Linked DNA regions of Gasterosteus aculeatus: region 1 is linked to region 2. Evidence: chromatin contacts called from public Hi-C data. All regions are on one chromosome and are shown on one strand. Each heading gives the region's core, a stretch centred on a gene start, on an enhancer-like site or on the middle of the called end of the contact. The rest is flanking DNA. Distances are from core to core; before and after follow the strand shown.

Region 1 (3,639 bases), core at 352-2,851, 190 kb before region 2:
AAGCAGGTGTGATTACCTCGAGTCCACGTTTCGAAAAAAGCTACCGAGGGCCTCGTCATACAATCCTTTCTGAAAATGGGGGGGGGGGGGGGGGGTGTAAGATGTTAGGTCAAAAAGTCTGTTAGATGAATTTAGGGAACAACAGGTTAGTTTGTTTTTCACTTCACTTATTACTTATCTTTTGTCCGTATAAAAAACATACCGAGTATACGTGTTGATGCATGGTCTGGTATTGGTGACTGGTGTGTGCTAGGAGTTCAAAAGGGTGGTTTGTTGGAATGAAAGCTTCTAGCGCAATGTTTATATTAAAATACAAAAGGTGCACAGTAATACGTACATTAATACTTGCAAACTTAGACAAAAGTGCTTTCAATAGTCACAAATCTAGAAAAAAAACAATTTATCGATTGATGAATCAATTGTTGATATAATGTTATACAACTTCAGAAAACTGGCATCACTGGCAATTTCTCAGCAGCCAAGGAGAAATCTTCAAACGGCATTTTTTCACAGTTCAAAAGACAAATGTATTACATTTTTCTTTTACACAAATGTACTAATCTCCTAATAAGTACTTCTATTCTATGTATTCAACATTTGTCTTTGATAACAGACAATTCATCAGTCATAAAAATCGCTGGATTGAATAATTTATTGTCAATCATTATTGACAATAAAGTAAGTTAGTAACTGACTAAGATCCACACAATACATATCCATTCACCGCAACAGATATTTCAGATCCCTTATTCTAAAATCCCAATGACCACGTTAAAATTTCGAATGATGAATAATCAAGTTAAATAATGTTAATTGGTAATTACAAACTTCGTAGTCTTAATCCATACAATAAAAAATAAAATTAATATTGTGATGCATCACGACGGGTGACAGTATTTTTTATGATACACGAGAAAAGCACAGGTTTTGGCAACTGCGTGAATTTATTACTGCTCTATTATATTAAAGAATCCTTCATCATTGTTTAATGACATGTCAACATTTCTGTTCTGGATATATTTGTTATATATGGTTACTTAACTTAGCTTGTATGACGAGTGCCCTTACCGTATTGTACGAGTGTTTTACTTACCTTATTGACATGGGCGTGTTCTCGTAAAGCGAGGTCCCAAAACCTGCAGCCAACTTGGTTGCCACACTGGCCAACTGAAGAACATGAATTTAAACCGCAGTTAAGTTACCACATGTAAGGGGAAATGTTTCCGTCCGGTAAACCAACTCAGCAAGCTAAGAACGTGTTGCGAAGTTATGAGCGTTCAGCTAATATCGGGGCTACAGTGACGTTGGCTACGAGACAGCGACGGCTAAGCTAACCGTTAGCTCGCCCCTGGATGCCCAGGTCAGTTAACGTTACGTCCGTCCGGTGTGCTGCAGTCAGGTTTTAACTCACCTTGTACAACAACTGACTGCGTCATGGCAGTGGCAACACACGGCCCCCTCGTAACGACGGGTTAAGGCACACTTCAAACATGTGTCAATAACATTAGGTGAGGACATTTGAACGCGTCTTGTCTCGCGCCTCCACTGTGTATGGTCGAGGACTGATGACGTCTTACCGGGTAGGCTGCAGTTTACAGTTCATATGCATTAATCATATCTCTCATCTCTTTAGCTCATGCATTTTTACACAATGAATATGTATTATTACAAATGAATTGAGACCATCTCCTCCACAGGATTCTAAGTATGCATCTAAGTTATACAACATTAGGAGCAGGCTCTTTTGAAACCAGCACACAATGTAAAGTAGAATTGTAACAATGCTAAACCTTACTTGGGGAAATTCATATGTTGCTACAGTCATAGGATGACTCACATTGAAGAATGGATACCTATTTCTGAATAGTTAATTAACCAGCAATATGACATTGGTGCGCTGTGAAATTGTGTTATATAGTGTAATATAGTGCTCAATACATAATGGAATGAGGACAATTTTACATGTAAACTTTGAATGAAAAAGTCAGAATGTAGGGGAGAAATCCATTCCACCGATCTTTCAAAGAACTCCCCCTGAGAAACAATACCAAAAACTGTTGTTATATTGAAGATAGGGTTTTAATATCTGAATTTTAGGACAAGGCAAGTGTATTTGTACAGCACATTTCAACAACAACTGTGGATGGTGGTTCTATCTGATGGTGGTTGCCCCTGCAGTGGTCCTGCCGTGCGCCTGGCTAACTACTCACAATTACTTGAATCATTTATGTCATAGGAATTGCATGTATTATACATTCTGTACACATGGCATCCATTGTAGTCTGTCCATCCCGGGAGTGGGATCCCTCCTCTGACGTTCTCCCTAAGGTTATTTTCCCTCTTGGAAGTGTTTTTCTTAAGTTTTTGGGGAGTTTTTCCTGTGCGTATGTGTACAGACTGTAAAGCCCTCTGAGGCAAATTTTTAATTTGCGATTTTGGACTATACAAAATAAAATGAATTGAATTGAATTGAATTGAATTGAACAACAAGGCAATTCAAAATGCTTCACATAAAACCATTCAAACATAAGGTGAAAAAATAATAATTTAAAACCAATTTAGAATAGAATAAACGCTAATGAAATAAACAGTAAAAAGCATCCACTTCATCCTTTGTACACCTACAAGGTGCGCACACCTATTATATTGATTTAGTTGCGATACCGTGTACTGCCACAAGATGACAGTCAGGTGTAACTAATAACTCATACATGTCCAATTCACTTGTAAAGACGAGTCTTTTGAAAACAAATCTAGAGTCCAAACAACTTTTTCTTTTATGAATAGAGAGTATTTCTGCTTAAGAGAGATTTAAAATTGGGCAACCTTGTTTTATGCCTTTGTTGATTGGAAATCAAACCAAAGCACCGCCTAACATAATTGAGTTATTTGCATTTGTAAACCCATTGAACAACGTTCCTAAAATTCTCTCCAAAACTACAAAGTTCTGATGCCTGGAAATTGGAGTGACCTCTCCTTGAAGTAGATTTTAAGAATACAAACAGAGCTATTCCGTGGTTGGCTTGGTCTAAGGTTGTCATTGCAAATATTGTTTTACAAATAAGACTATAGAAGTTTCCTTAGTATTTTTGAAAAATGGCCCTTTTAAGTTTTACCCTGCAAAGCCTTTTCTCAAGAAATTTCAGTGTAATTTCTATTTACATTATAACTTGCACACAGCTCACCAGTGAGCTGGTTCCCATATTTTCTGGCATTGTCAGTGGATAAACTAAAAGAAAAGTAATTGAAAGAAGCTTAAAAATGTATGATTATTTGGATTCTTAACCTCTGACGGAAAAGTTGGTAAAGGGCATGTATTATAAATCTATTGATTATTCATCTAGTAGTAGTATTTTTAACAAATAGTCTGAACTGTACATAAAACAAGATTCAAACAAACATAAAGGAGGTGAAAACGTCCCCCGTTTTGGGTGTAATGTTTCCAATGATAACGCCTTATATGGATGTAAAGTATATTTTTATTCAGCAGAAATCAAACGGTACAACATTTTGAGCATGAGATTGTACAAAAAGTGTCATTGTGAGTAAAGAAGGGACAGTGGAAAAAAACATCTTTTATATGATGTAAAAAGTCTAAATATAATATTTTTCCTGGTTATTTTTTTAAATTTAGGATAA
Region 2 (4,016 bases), core at 400-2,899:
CGCTTAATTTGGTATGCAGCACAGCACGCGCTTTAATATTGCAAATCAATTATGTTCATTTGATGTTGGGTAGCCAAAACCGTGATTATTCAATATATGGGATGTTCTTGAGCAGATTCAACAATGACTAGCGTCTGATTTGTGGCTTTCCTTTACATGGCAGTCACTAAAACTGCTGCTAATTTGGAAATGAAAGATCGATGTTGTGTGGCGTCAACTTAGCATGACAGAAACTGAAACAAGTGCTGTACTTCGCATTCCGGGTCAGGGCGGCCTCCGCGGGACTGTTTTGCATTTAAAAAGTCACAGATTGAAACTGCCGGGGCAGCCCACCTCAGTTTGTGCTGCGGAGGACATTTGACTCCGCCTGTGCTTGTGTGATAGATTTGCAATGCAAATGTGGGCCGAGGGACCTGTTTGTACGCCCTGCAACATTCCCCTGCGGGGCACATCACAGGTTTGAATGGGGGTACACGCCTATAACCTCCAGCAACTGTGCAACCTCCACCCGCATCCGCTCACAAGTGGGAGGTGTTTGTTCAACGAGAGAAAGTGGCTGAGATGATTTTTTGAACATTTTCGGATGTTATTTTTGTCTTGTCTCTGTTTCTGTCTGGTGACCACGTGGTAATGTAGGCTTTGACCAACACTCTCAGGTGAATGCTTTGAACAGCGATGTCACAGGCATTCTAATCTCTTTAAAAAAATAGTTTGTCAACAGGACAATTGTGGTGAGAACACATGCTGCACTCATGTCACACCAAAATAAATTATACATAGAAGCTCTGACTGTGATTAAGCACTATGCTCATATTTTAGAAACCAAATTACTTTGAAATGATTACAAAACACGCTAATTTATGATAACAAACCACAAAATTGGGTTTTTATTACCAAGGTTATCTGTGTTGCCAATATTTAACAATAACACAAACAACAGTTTCCTTGCGTATATCTCCAACCCAAGATCGGTCACATCCAAATTACTGTTTATTCTGTCCAATCGTCACGGTCTCGATCTTTTGGCTCGTGTCAAAGCTCGCCATCAGCTATGATCATGCAATACGTTGCATAATCATAGTTACGTAGGTCTAATCAGGTCTACTGCATTCTAAATCCGGTTTAATTATCCTCAAGTTTGATCTGGCTAATCTCAGGTCAAAAATTAGGAAACCAGGTCAGTTTGGGAATTTCAAAAAGATAGGACCTCCTCCAAAACCGTAGTTCTTACACCACATATATTAGCGTTCCCATTGTACGCAAATCATTAGTCTGGGATCTAGTTTGGGTGACAATACTACCAAAAATATGAAACTAGACCTTATTATATACATAGTCATTCAGGGGAACATTTTCATATAAAAGTCCCTGAAGCCGTGAACAAAAATAACTTTAATATTACATTTGTGTGGCTTGTGTGTAGCTTGCATTACCTATCATAGCGAAAACATATACCTACGTTTAAAACCTTCATATTTCAAAACGATGGTTGCCATTCAAAACCAAATGAATTATCTCGTGATTTGATAAAATATCGTTTCAGTTATTTGAAAAAAAAGCGATACTCTCTTGTTTGTTTGTGAGATTCATGATACCGACGTACCGTGAACGTAGCGCTACATCTATTGTTCACTCCCTTTCCACAAACCCCGCCCACGCTGCGCCGCACCGGCCGTGATTGGTTGAATCTGAGTGCCGTGCCGTCATCGCTTGGAGCGCCCATTCATCTCTTCACTTGGGCGTTGGACTGTGCATCTTAATAGCAACAAGGGAAATTTCTCCATTTTGCAGCCTGTCTGCAGCGACACGACCGACCGTGGATTTTATTGCTTGTCCCTAACCTATCAGCCTTTTCCTGCTCTCCGGAAAAATCCTCAGTGGCACTCAACTGGACTTTGATTTCACGTTTTCCCAAGTGAACTTTTTTTTCCTCTCTGTGCAGAGGGAGAAAGAGAGTGAAAGAGGGAAGACAGCAGCGAAGAGCTTTGCGTTGCAACAAAGAGGCTTGTGGGGTCTTTGTTCGTTTTTTGTGTGTGTGTGTGTGTGTGTGGGGGGATCGGTTGAGTTTCTTTGTTGGAGCTACAAGCATGGGAGCGCAATTGTCCAGGGCAGCCGTAAAGGCTGAAGCCGTGGCTGAAAAGCCCGGAGAGGCTGTTGCTTCCTCGCCCAACAAGACCAACGGACAGGTAAATTACATTTTATCATCCAGCTTCCATCGCATCCATCTGGGCGGGTGGTGGGGGAGGGAGGGGGGGCGGGGGTATTTGTCGGGCTGCGCTGTTAGGGTGCAAATCCGTGCGTAAATCATGGATATATTGAATGGAGATGCGCGGTTGAGGTTTAAATTATTTTAAAATTGTAGTCCCCGATCAACAGTTGAGCACCTGATATGTTTGTTGTTTCGTGAGAACCGAATAATTTGGAGAAAACCTGACAAAATAGTTTATTTATGACGATACAATTTCAGTTGTAAGGTTATTGATTGGTATTATGTGTTTAGATGTAGTTCCTGGACAAACGTGCAGTGCAATTATCATGAAAAGGAAGAGCTTCGAATGAAGTCGCCACAACTGAATAAAAGACGAGATGGGCAACAAAAGGGCCGTGAGCGCTCGGAGCGTCGCTCCTTTTGTTACAGATGCTCGACGAGAAAGTGGAGATGGCAGCCTGCTGTCGCGCCGGGAGACAGTGGTGCGCCCCGGAGGGGGAGGGGGGCTTGTGCTGTTTCTAATCGTTCCTTTCCTCCCCTCCTATAGTTTGGAAAAATAAACAATTAGAGACCCCATTTACCTTTTAAACAATTTTTCGTAAATGCACCTGAACTCCCCCTCCCTGATCCGCCGGACTAATGAGCGTCTGCTTTGCTCTGCGACCAGAAACCGACCCCCTCGTTGTTAATGAAAAAAAGAGGGATTTAGTTGTGTTTTTGGTTGGTTTTGATCTATCCGAATAAAGTCTTGAAAGTAGAACCCGAGTCCAGCATTTAGGCCTTCGGCTTTCGATGGTGCCTGCTGCCCCTAGTGTCCACCGGCGGCACTGCCCGGCTCTGGTTGAAACCCATAGCAGGCTCTCTGCATTCCATTAACAGCCACTGCTTTGCTCTCTTTAGGAAAACGGACATGTTAAGGTGAACGGGGACGCCGCGGCCGAGAACGGCAAGGAGGAGGTGCAGGCAAACGGCAGCGCCGCGGCAGAGGATAGCCCCAAGGAGGAGGACGCCCCTGCAGAGAAGGAGGCCACAGATGGGGAGAAAGTAGAGGCAGCATCGCCCGCCCCCGCCGAGGGAGAGGTGGCGAAGGTGGAGGAGGGCACCGCTGCCACCCCGTCCGCCAGCAACGAGACCCCCAAGAAGAAGAAGAAGCGCTTCTCCTTCAAGAAGTCATTCAAGCTCAGCGGTTTCTCTTTCAAGAAGACCAAAAAGGAGACCGGGGATGGAGCAGAGGGCGAGGAGGTTGCGGCTGCTGATGATGCTGTCGCTGCGGCATCCACAGAGGAGCCCAAGGCCGAGGGCACGGAGGAGGCCAAGGCTGCCAGCGAGGAGGCCAAGCCTGCTGAGGGAGAGGCCGAGCCCGCCAAGGAGGAGGTAGTGGTCAAGCCAGAGGCAGCAGAGAAGCCCGTTGAGGAGGCCGCGCCCACCCAGGAGCCAAAGGCAGAGGAGCCCAAGGTGGAGGAGAAGCCGGCCGAGGAGGCGCCCAAAACGGAGGAGGCCTCACCGATCTCGCAGGATGCGGCGTCAGCAGCGGAGGCCCCGGCCGCAACCGCAGAGGCTACCGAATAAGTTCCAATGAGGAAAGAAGGGAGAAATTTCAAAATGAAAAAAAATGAAAAAAGAAAGATAATCAAAGAACATTTCCCTGTTCGTATATTGGAGTGACGCCAGGTCCTGGCTTTGAAGAACTTGTCAACAACAAGGGATATTTTAAAGCTTTTCTTTATTTTTTGATTTTTTTTTGTTTCCATTCCCCCAAACCCTCCTTTACACAAAACCCATCTCGACCCCTTGTTACTTCCATTCC

Evidence for each region. A called contact is a pair of places that touch in the nucleus more often than the background predicts.
Region 1: a Hi-C map of skeletal muscle shows a contact between it and region 2, with 5 times the contacts expected there. The contact joins the promoter of tube1 here to the promoter of marcksa in region 2. A contact is called at or near these places in 4 of 6 Hi-C or Micro-C datasets (skeletal muscle, tail fin and whole body).

The regions. Positions count from the first base shown.
Region 1 is chr18:4,514,404-4,518,042 of fGasAcu3.hap1.1, reverse strand. tube1 (tubulin, epsilon 1) reads right to left here and starts at 1,601. Exons shown (of 13, transcript XM_078094008.1): 1 at 1,412-1,601; 2 at 1,094-1,167; 3 at 17-69. The coding sequence starts at 1,436. It overlaps lama4 (laminin, alpha 4), which reads right to left. Exons shown (of 40, transcript XM_040160315.2): 40 at 3,462-3,639.
Region 2 is chr18:4,328,241-4,332,256 of fGasAcu3.hap1.1, reverse strand. marcksa (myristoylated alanine-rich protein kinase C substrate a) reads left to right here and starts at 1,649. Exons shown (of 2, transcript XM_040160425.2): 1 at 1,649-2,186; 2 at 3,110-4,016. The coding sequence starts at 2,088. The coding sequence ends at 3,778.